2 separate regions of the Mus musculus genome follow, and region 1 is linked to region 2. Evidence: chromatin contacts called from public HiChIP or PLAC-seq data. All regions are on one chromosome and are shown on one strand. Each heading gives the region's core, a stretch centred on a gene start, on an enhancer-like site or on the middle of the called end of the contact. The rest is flanking DNA. Distances are from core to core; before and after follow the strand shown. Region 1 has its middle 13 kb from the start of Pianp. Region 2 overlaps Ptpn6 (protein tyrosine phosphatase, non-receptor type 6).

Evidence for each region. HiChIP or PLAC-seq counts read pairs in DNA pulled down with a chosen protein or histone mark.
Region 1: a contact with region 2 is called in an H3K4me3 HiChIP or PLAC-seq map of bone marrow-derived macrophages, with 4 times the contacts expected there. The contact joins two enhancer-like sites. A contact is called at or near these places in 6 of 39 promoter capture datasets (cranial neural crest, embryonic stem cells, hippocampal neurons and 2 more), 1 of 484 Hi-C or Micro-C datasets (cerebellum), 4 of 115 datasets of contacts at active chromatin or transcription factors (bone marrow-derived macrophages, embryonic stem cells and pancreatic cancer cells) and 3 of 9 other capture datasets (adipose tissue, liver and pancreatic islet).

What each region holds. Positions count from the first base shown.
Region 1 is chr6:124,980,593-124,986,258 of GRCm38.p6, reverse strand. It overlaps a transcript of Cops7a not described here. Among named protein-coding and RNA genes, the nearest start is that of Pianp, 13 kb to the left of the region's middle. Within about 2 kb of position 4,333, at least 1 of the 459 cell types and tissues checked has an H3K27ac peak or open chromatin away from gene starts, as enhancers often do. A contact at or near this core is called in bone marrow-derived macrophages, where this site is marked.
Region 2 is chr6:124,725,991-124,731,323 of GRCm38.p6, reverse strand. Ptpn6 (protein tyrosine phosphatase, non-receptor type 6) reads left to right here. Exons shown (of 16, transcript NM_013545.3): 4 at 2,354-2,543; 5 at 2,660-2,776; 6 at 2,874-2,987; 7 at 3,116-3,212; 8 at 3,529-3,608; 9 at 3,790-3,939. Among named protein-coding and RNA genes, the nearest start is that of Ptpn6, 4.5 kb to the left of the region's middle. Within about 2 kb of position 1,618, at least 28 of the 459 cell types and tissues checked have an H3K27ac peak or open chromatin away from gene starts, as enhancers often do. A contact at or near this core is called in bone marrow-derived macrophages, where this site is marked.

The DNA.
Region 1 (5,666 bases), core at 3,084-5,583, 250 kb before region 2:
CTGTATCCATTCCTCTGTTGAAGGACATCTGGGTTCTTTCCAGCTTCTGGCTATTTTAAGTAAGGCTGCTATGAACATAGTGGAGCATGTGTCCTTATTACATGTTGGAGCATCTTCTGGGTATATGCCCAGGAGAGGTATTGCTGGGTCCTCAGGTAGTACTATGTCCAATTTTCTGAAGAACCGCCAAACTGATTTCCAGAGTAGTTGTACCAGCTTGCAATCCCACCAGCAACGGAAGAGCGCTTTTGGTTTTTCAAGACAGGGTTTCCTGGAACTTTCTTTGTAGACCAGGCTGGCCTTGAACTCACAGATCTGCCTGCTTCTGCCTGCCATGTGCTGGGATTAAGCCACCATATCAGCTTTTTACCAGATGAGGGTGTGTTTGACATTCTGCCTCTCTGGTTGCTCGCACCCCGTCCTCTGAGGTCTCATTGCTAGTCCCTGTCTTCCATCAGATGTCTCTATCTGTGTCAGCGCTCATTCCCCCAGGAGGTCATTTAGTTTCTAGGTTCTAAATACAATTTTTCTCCTCATAGCTTTCCAGTATTATTTCCATCTCTGTTATTTGGCTTCGGCTACTATTTCTGTCTAGCTACTTGTCCCTCTTTAAACATTTTTTCTTTTCTTTTTTTTTTTTTAAAGATTTATTTATTCATTATATGTAAGTACACTGTAGCTGTCTTCAGACACACCAGGGAGTCAGATCTCGTTACGGATGGTTGTGAGCCACCATGTGGTTGCTGGGATTTAAACTCTGGACCTTTAGAAGAGCAGTCGGGTGCTCTTACCCACTGAGCTATCTCACCAGCCCCTAAACATTTTTTCTTTAAAAAAATTTGTGTTTATTATTTTAAATTGTATGCATGGAGCTGGTAGTAGTATCAAATCTCTTTAATCCCAGCACTTGAGAGGCAGAGGCAGGAGGACCTTTGTGAGTTCAAAGCCAGCCTGATTTACAGAGCAAGTTCTAGGACAGCCAGGATACACGGAGAAACCTTGTCTCAAAAAAAGGGGATGGGGCAGGGCATCTACACACTTATTTCTAGTTAAACAGGACCGTGGTGGTTTGAATAGGAATGGCCTCCACAAACTCACTCTAACCCTAAGACAAGGACAAAATGGTTGAAGTCATTATTTTTAATATTTAGCATTTCTATAGCTGCCTCATATTTTTTCTTTAACCTTATCTTATGTATACATAGGAAAAGTTCTATGCCACAAAATTCACAGGACATAAAATTTATCATCCGATTTAAGTCTACAGTTCCGTGGTATTAAATACATTCATGGGTTAGTTGGTAGAGTTCTTAGAATGTATGAGACCCCAAATTCAGTCACCAGCACCTCATACATTGGGCTTAGCAGCACACACCTCTAGCCTTGGTATTCAGAAGATGGAGGCAGGAGAATCAGAGGTTCAAGGCCAGGACTAGAGGTAGTACAAGGTTTCCAGTAGATGCATGAGGATCGAGCTCAGTTCCCAGCAATGACATAGAAAGCCAGTTGCAGAGGCAGAGACTGGGGGAATCTCTGGATCCTGCTCCAGGTTCCATGAGAAACTCTGTCTCAAAAAACAAGATAGAGAGCAATTGAGGAAGTCACCAACATTGACCTCTGGACTCCATGTGCACATACGAACATAAACATGTCGTATACCCATATATGCATGCAAACAAGTACGTACACACAGAGAAAAAAATTTTCAAGGCCATTCTTGGATACGTGAGATCCCAAAATGATCAGTGAGAAATGCATTCCTGATGGAATGCCATCCCTCTCTGCCATCTCCATAACTCTTCTCTTGCTCGTTTGTTTTTAGTACAGGGCCTCAGTATACAGAACTGCTGGAGCCAAGTGTGGTTCAACTCACCTGGAATCTGAGCACTCAGGAGTCTGAGGCAAGATTGCCAAGAGTTCAAGGCCACCCTCAGCTACATGGTAAGACCCTGTCTCAAAAAATAATTAAAATGAAATATAAAGAAGCTAGAAAATGGCCAAGCAGTGATGTCACACGCCTTTAATCCCAGCACTTGGGAGACAGAGGCAGGCTGATTTCTGAATTCGAGACCAGCCTGGTCTACAGAGTGAGTTCCAGGACAGCCAGGGCTACACAGAGAAACCCTGTCTCAAAAAAACAAAAACAAAAACAAAAACAAAAAACAAAAATAAATAAATAAATAAAAGCTAGAAAATTAGGTCAGTGATAAAGATTACTAGTTACTTTGGGGGTAGCCCAGCACTTGGGAGGCAGAACCAGTCAGAGCTCTGAGTTTGAGGTCAGCCTGGTCTACAGAGTGAGTTTCAGGACAGTCAAGGCTATACAAAGAAACCCTGTTTCAGAAAACTAAAACAAGGATTACTCCTTACTCTTTCAGAGGACTAAAGTCGACTTCCCAACATACACATGGCAGCTTACATAACTCCAGTCCCAGGGCATAACACTTCTGTCCTACTTAGGCACCAGGCACACACATGGTACACAGACATACATGCAGACAAAACACTCATACAGCTCAAATAAATAATAAATACCCAATTTGGCCTTAAATTCTTTTTTAAAAATATGCATTTAATGAGTTTTGCCTGCATGTCTATATAAGCATCATGCATGTCTGATACCTGCAGAAGGCAGCGGGTACCAAAACCTCTGGGATGGGGGTTATAGAAGGTGGGGAGCCACTATGTTGGTTATTGGGAACCAAACCTAGACCCCCCTGCCATAGCAGCAAGTACTCTCTCTTAACTGCCCAGCCAACTCTTCAGCCCCAGCCTTGAAGTCTTAATCTTCTGACTCAATTTCTTGAGTGTTGGCATTATAAATATACAGCTTAACTTCATTTGGTAAAACTGAAACCCTGAGCCCATTAAACCATGACTCCATTCCCAATCCAACTGCCATCCCACCATCTGGACCTATGATATTTACCAGTCTAAGATGTATGTGTGTGTATTTTTAATTATGTATATACGTGTGTAGGAAGGGGTATGTGTGTATGTGCAAAAGTGAGTGCTGTGTTGTCCTCTAGAGTCCAGTAGACCAGGCTGGTCTCCAATTCACAGAGATCTGCCTGCCTCTGCTTTCCAAGGCATGCTCCACCATGCCCTGCTCACCATATATACTTGAAATTACATATGTATAAAAGTCACTACACAGCTGTTGGCCCATGCATTTCACCCCAGTACTCAGAAAGTAGAGGCAGAAAGATCTCTTTGAGTTCAACGCCACCCAGGGTTACATAGAGAGACCCTGTTTCAACACACACATAATGTCAATATACAAGATGCGATTATATATGTTAGGTATAAATAGGTCTTGTTTTCTAGTTGAGATGGGATCTTATGTAGCCCAGGCTGGTCTCTAACTTGCTACTTCAACATCTGGTCCTCTTTCCTCCACCTCCCAAGTACCAGGAAGATAAGCAGGCACTACCATACTCAGCTCACACCTTTCTGCAAAAGGATAAAAGTGTAAATATGCTGTCTGTTTTTACTTATTGGTACGTGAGGTCCATAAATAAGACAGCTCACGTGGTCTTCCAGCTGGTTTGTTTTCACTTAATATAACATTTTCAGGATCCACCCACGTTATTTCATGAAACCGGAGTTCTCACGAGGTAGACCAAGCTAGCCTTGAACTCAGAGACCATCTAGTCTCTGCCTCCCAGGTCCTAGGATTAAACATGTCTACCACCATCCACCACCATACCCAGCCATTTTAGGTGTGTGTGTGTGTGTGTGTGTGTGTGTGTGTGTGTGTGTTGGTTCTTTGAGGCATGGTTTCTTGTGTAGCCTTGACTGTTCTGGAACTAACTCTGTAGACCAGGCTGGCCTCAAACTCCACCTGCCTCTGCCTCCCTCCCAAGCGCTGGGATCAAAGGTGTTCACCACCACCACTAAGCTGCCATCTTAGTTTGTGAAGATGAGGTCTCTCACTGAACCTGGAGCTCACTGATTGGGATCAGTAGCTGGCCAGCGAGTCCCAGGCATTACTGTCTTTGCCTCTCCAGCAAGGCATCACAGGGTGTGCATCTCCTTACTAGGCTACTTCACCTGGGTGAGGAACAACCCAGCTCAGGCCCTCACACTTGCATGGCAAACACTTTGCTAACCTAGCTGAGCCATTTGCCCAGTCTCTTTTTGCTTGCTTCTTGACACAGGGTCTCAAATACTCAAGAGTTCACTCTGCGGCTGAGGATGACCTCAAGCCTCTGATCTTCCTGCTGGGATCACTGAGAGCTGGGATTACAGCATTGGGTAATGTGCTCGGTTCTGTTCGATGCTGGGGATAAACCCAGGGCCGCATGCATGCTAAGTCAGCACTCTCCTAACTGAGCCATGTTCCCAGTCCCTAACAACTTCCTTTTAGTACTGAAATTTCCTCATATGGACTTGGACTACCTCCCCTTTTATTCAGGCCTTCTTAGTTTTGTTACCATTTATTTATTTACATTTATGCTCCGGTGTGCCCACACATTTAGGAGTGGCTGTGGAGTCTAGAAAGGGGCATTAAAGCCCCTGGAGCCATAGTTACAGGTAGCTGTGAGCCACTCTATGTGGATGCTGGAAACCAAACTCTGCAAGGGCAGGAAGCACTCTTACCTGCTGAGCCATGTCTCTCTCCAGCCGCTTTTTAGGGTCTCCTTAGGTGTCTTTCGGAGAAGTATGTTTTTGCATATGGATAGGGTACATCTTCTGCTTTATTTACCACTGAGTCCTATTTTGATTTTGTTGTGATATTTTTTTTCCAGATTGCATTTCCAATGGTTTTGTTTGGTTGGTTTTGCCAATACATAGAAATACAGTTACTTTGCAATTAAGAGTTTAGAGCCAACAACCCTGACAGAATCTGTCTAATAATTTTTCTATACATTTTTTAAAAGATTTATTATTGTATCTAAGTACACTGTAGCTGTCTTCAGACACACCACAAGAGGGCATCAGATCTCATTACGGATGGTTGTGAGCCACCATATGGTTGCTGGGATTTGAACTCAGGACCTTTGGAAGAGCAGTCAGTGCTCTTAACCACCACCGAGCCATCTCTCCAGCCCCTTTCTATACATTTTCTTTTTTTTTGCATTTTCTGTTATTAGACGCGTTCTCACGACCGGCCAGGAAAGACGCAACAAACCAGAATCTTCTGCGGCAAAGCTTTATTGCTTACATCTTCAGGAGCCAGAGTGCAAGAAGCAAGAGAGAGAGAAAACGAAACCCCGTCCCTTTTTTAGGAGAGTTATATTTCGCCTAGGACGTGTCACTCCCTGATTGGCTGCAGCCCATCGGCCGAGTTGACGTCACGGGGAAGGCAGAGCACATGGAGTGGAGAACCACCCTCGGCATATGCGCAGATTATTTGTTTACCACTTAGAACACAGCTGTCAGCGCCATCTTGTAACGGCGAATGTGGGCGCGGCTCCCAACATCTCCCCCTTTCCTTTTAATAAGAGCAAATAGGCCACCCATATTAATGAGAGTGGAGATAGAGGTCAAATCCCCAGTGTGTAGGTAAAGGAGCCATGTACAGGATTAGCTCTTAGGCTCACAGGCTTTTACCCAGAGCAACCCTGACCTGCTCCCGTGTCGTTTTGCCTGGGGGAAGGGAACTAGGACACTGAACCTTCATGAAAGATGACATGTCTCCCTAGAATAGGCTCATATATGCC
Region 2 (5,333 bases), core at 369-2,868:
GGTCTAGGGACTGTGGCTCAGGTGGTGAGTGCTTGCCTGCCATGCATTAAACACTGGGTTCTATTCCCTGTCGTGCATAAACCTAGTGTGAGTGACACGTGCCTGTGAGCCCAGGTGGAGGCAGGAAGACCAGAAGAAGGTCAAGTTTATCCTCCATTCCATAGCAAGTTTGAGGCCGGATAGGGCTCCATGAGACCTTGACTTAAACTAAAACAAGCGGAGTGGAGGTGGTACCATAGGCCTTTTATCCCAGCACTCAAAAGAGGCAGGGGAAGGTGGATGTCTGGAAGTTCAAGGCCAGCCTGGTCTATCAAGTAAGTTCCAGTACAGCCAGGGCTCCACAGAGAAACCTTGTCTTGAAAAACCAAAACCCCCAAACAAAACAACAAAAAAACTCCAACCCAAACAAACAAACAAACAACCAACCAAAAAAAACCCTCAAAACACAAAGAAAACCACAAACAAACAAACAAAGAAGCTGGAGGACACTCCCTAGAAGGCTTTCCTCTTCTGCTGGTGAGTGGGAAGGGAGGGCCTGCCCCAGGTTGTCTCTCCTCTCCTATCCTACCTGCAGCCCTCAGGATGGTTTGGCCTCTCTCTCAGATTCGCTTTGAGCCCCTTGTTTTCTCTTTGTTGCTGACTCAAGCCAGGATGCGCCCTGCTAGAGTAGACCATGGAGGTACAGCTGAATGGTGGCTGCAGTGTTCCCTGTGATCAGGAAGGAGGTGGGAGCTAAACAGGTGTTAGGAGAACAGGCCAGGGCAGTGGGGAAGCACAGGACACCCTGTGGATGATACCCTCTGACAGGGCTGCGGAGGACTCCAAGGGACACTTTGGATGGCCATTTGGGAAGAAGCTGTCTCATCCCTAACCTTAGTGTGTGTGGAAGCCATGACCCAATGGCTCCTCTCTTTGCCCCTCCTCTTCTGGGAAATTTGCATTTGTCCCCTCAATAGTGAACTCTCTGCCTGTGGTCTGTTCACATTTGCATGGAGACTTCCTCATCCTGTCCCTGAGGGAAGGAGCTGAGCCCCCTCACATTGCTTGGGGTCTCTGGCCTGTTCCTGAGGTGGGCTAGGATGGCCCAGGAGGCCTGGGTTGGGGTAGGAACCTCTGAAGGCCTTGAGCTATGGTGTCCTCTGGACAGAGTTGAGAAGGACCAAGAGGACTGAGCCCCACTCCACCCCCCCCCCAATCCTTGCGGTTGGAAAATGCTCTCCCCCCCACCCCCCGAGCTGAAGAAACCTCACAACCTCACTTCTCACTCTCTCCCCAGAAGGAGTTTTGTGTTTTTTCCATCACGTGGTTTCCTGTGAGGCTAGGCATTGTGGGGCTACAGTTTCCTCCTGGGAAGAGGACCTTCACGGACCGGTCCTTAGTTCTGCTTTCTGCCCTGCAGCCCCTCGGAGCTCCTTGGAGCCCCTTTGAACCTCTGGAACCCTGAAACTACTCTCTCCTCAGTGGGATATTTGTGCCTCCCCCTCCCACAAATGCGTTTTCCATCAGTCCTTCTGGACTTGTGTCTCCTCTTGACACCCACTGCCTTCTGTGGTTTGGGTCAATCTACGTTTTTCTGTCCCTCCTTTTAACTCAGTCTGTTTCATGGGGACACTTCATTTTGTCCCTCCAAATATTCTGGATACCGTCTTTCTGTTTCTTGTGAACAGTCAAGAGAGGCTTTGGCTAGAGCCCTTCCTTTTTTCCTCCCCCCCCCACTCCCTCCCTCCCTCCCTCCCTCTATCCCTTCCTTTCTCTTTTGGAGACAGAAACTTCGCTTTTTTTTAAGACAGCCTCTAGCTCAGGCTGGCTTGGAATTCACCCTGTAGACCAGGCTAGCCTCAAACTTACAGTGATCCCTCTTGCTTCTGCCAACCCAGGGCTGTAATTACAGGTATATATCACCAGGCCTGGCTGTTTGTTTTGTTTTTGAGATAGGGTCCCACTGTGTAGCTCAGGCTGGCCTGAAACTTAACACATAGAGCAGGCTAGCCTCATTGAGACAGTTCTTCTGCACAGCCGACTGAATGCTGGGATTATAAGAGTAGCTGTCATTGTCTGCTATTTATTTATTCATTTGTGTGTTTCTAGAAGGTGAGCCTTAAAGGTATGTTTGTGTAGATCCCGCTGGTCTTAAATTTACGACCATCCTCATGTCTCCTAAGGAGTTGGAATTCTAGCTCCAAGCTGGGGTAATAGCACAAAGTCTATCTTTTTCCTCACAACATTTTCTGAGTTAGTAACAGATCTGAATGTAGTGGTGGATTTGAAAGCTTGTAGCTCAAGCCTGGCAGGTAGCAGGCCTCTGTGCCCACTCTGGGACCTGGTTACCATCTTCGCCATGTACTTTCTCTAGGTGGTACCACGGCCACATATCTGGAGGGCAGGCGGAGTCACTGCTGCAGGCCAAGGGCGAGCCCTGGACATTTCTTGTGCGTGAGAGTCTCAGCCAACCTGGTGATTTTGTGCTCTCTGTGCTCAATGACCAGCCCAAGGCTGGCCCAGGTTCCCCGCTCAGGGTCACTCATATCAAGGTTATGTGTGAGGTGAGTCAGCCAGGCTGTGGGGTGGCCTCACGCTGGAGCTTCAGTGGACTTAAGGCTGGGGGTGCCACGAGGGGGGACTCAGCCCTGAAGGGTGGCCTTACTTGGTGTCCCTTCAGGGTGGACGCTATACTGTGGGTGGCTCAGAGACGTTTGACAGCCTCACAGACCTGGTGGAGCACTTCAAGAAGACAGGGATTGAGGAGGCCTCGGGTGCCTTTGTCTACCTGCGGCAGGTGAGGGGCCGACATGCTTGCCTCTTCCCCTGAGCCATCGGAGATGTGGCTTTCTGAGGTCTCTCGGCCGCTGACTTCTCGTCCTCCCTCACCTCAGCCTTACTACGCTACTCGGGTAAACGCAGCTGACATTGAGAATCGGGTCTTGGAACTGAACAAGAAGCAGGAGTCGGAGGACACAGCCAAGGCTGGCTTCTGGGAGGAGTTTGAGGTGTGTGGTGGGGACAGCAGGGCTGGGATGGATGAGGTCACCTTGCCTTCTTTATATGCCTCTGACCTATGGCCTCTGCGACCGTGGATGCAACCTTGGGCGGGGGACTCAGTTCTCTGACATTTCAGAGTCTACAAAAGCAGGAGGTAAAGAATCTACACCAACGTCTGGAAGGGCAGCGGCCAGAGAACAAGAGCAAGAACCGCTACAAGAACATTCTTCCCTGTGAGCGCCAGCAGCCCTGCCCGCCCTCACTGCCTCCCATAGACTCCCACCCCACCCCGTCCCCACTGGCCAGCAGAGCTCTCCTCCCCCAGGAGGCCTCTTCTTTAGTTCCTAAGAGCCTCCCTACAACTACCAGGCAGTAATTCCCACCCTGCCACGCCTTGGCCATGAAGCCTCTGCTCCCATCCTAGACACATTTATCCCTGCCCGCTGCCCTATCTATGAGTCTGTAGCTCTGGGGACAAGAACATCTGTCGGCTTGGGAAAGGTCTGCCCCAGGGAGTGGCCCAAGCTGTTCGTTCTCTATTCATGCCAGTTGACCACAGCCGAGTGATCCTGCAGGGACGTGACAGTAACATCCCAGGCTCTGACTACATCAATGCCAACTACGTGAAGGTGTGTTGGGTGACCTAGGTGGGAACAGGTGCTGATCTCTGAGAGCTCCCTGTGTCTTGGTTACATATGCCTCTGGGGTTAGATCTGATCTCTTATGTGGGGGTGATGGTGGGTGGTACAGGCACACCCAAAGCCCAGGGATTCACTGTCCTTGGTTGGGTCTCTTTCTGCTTGCACCCAGAACCAGCTGCTAGGTCCAGATGAGAACTCTAAGACCTACATCGCCAGCCAGGGCTGTCTGGATGCCACAGTCAATGACTTCTGGCAGATGGCTTGGCAGGAGAACACTCGTGTCATCGTCATGACTACCAGAGAGGTGGAGAAAGGCCGGGTAGGGCAAAGCCCCAACTTCCTGACCCCTACATTTTCTTCCTTGGTCCTTGTTCAATACCATACACAAGTAAGATCAGGGGCTCGTGAGACGGCTCAGAGGGTTAAACGAGTTTGCTGCCAAGCCTGATATCATGAGTGCAATCCTTGGGACCCACATGGTAGAAGGGGGAACTGACTTCTGCAATGTAGCCTCTGATCTGACTGTTACATGCATGCCATAACACACGTGTATCCATACACAGAAGTAAATCTAAGTTTATGGGTCTATACGCCATATACACATACATACACACACTATACACACACATACATACACATAATACACACACATACACACAACACACATACATACACATACACACACATACATATACATACACAGATATACACATATACACATATATACACACACACACACACACATACACAATTAAATGTAATTCTTTTTTTTTTTTTTTTTTTTTAAATTTATTTATTATATGTAAGTACACTGTAGCTGTCTTCAGACACTCCAGAAGAGGGCGTCAGATCTCGTTACGGATGGTTGTGAGCCACCATGTGGTTGCTGGGATTTGAACTCCGGACCTTCGGAAGAGCAGTCGGGTGCTCTTACCCACTGAGCCATCTCACCAGCCCAAATGTAATTCTTTTAAGGGCAAGATCAGATGCCAATATAGAATAGGACATCAATGACAAAGGCCCAGTGCATGTTGGGAAACTAAGGCCTGAGATAGTCTCCACTCTATTCCATGACTCCTAGACACCCAGCCCTCCTGAGTGCTCAGCTGTGATGACATAGCCCAACGGCAGAGCACTTGGCCAGGGTGAACCCTGGTTTTCATCCTCAACTCCACTCTTTAGTGTGTGCCAGGGCAAGCATTCCTCACCCACCCTCCCATGCCCCCGTCCTCTCTGCCTCTTACCTGAGTTTGAGCCACAGCGTGTTAGTCAGTTTCAGCGGTCACTGAATGGATTACACGGTAAGATGGCTGATCAGATCCTACCTAGCCTGAGGCCAGGTCCCAGGGCTGATCTGAGCCGCTCATCCGTTCTTTTAACAAGCGTCCTCAGGTCAGGGATGGGGAGAAGGCTCAGTGGTTAAGAATTTGCCATGAAAGTGTGAGGTTGGGAGTTTGGATCCTCAGAAACCCTGTGCGTTCTGGGTGTCGGAGTGTGTACACCGGCAATTCCAGCTTTGGAAGGAGGGTACAGGGGACTCCCAGAGCAAGCTGGCCTGCAAGATTTGCTGTATTGGTGAGCTCTGGGTTTGATGAGACAGTACCTCAATACGGTGGAAGAGTGATGGAGGATGACGCCCAACATTGTCCTTATGCCTTCATGTGCACACTGTCCCCCCATGTATGTATGTGTCTGTACACACATGCACACCAT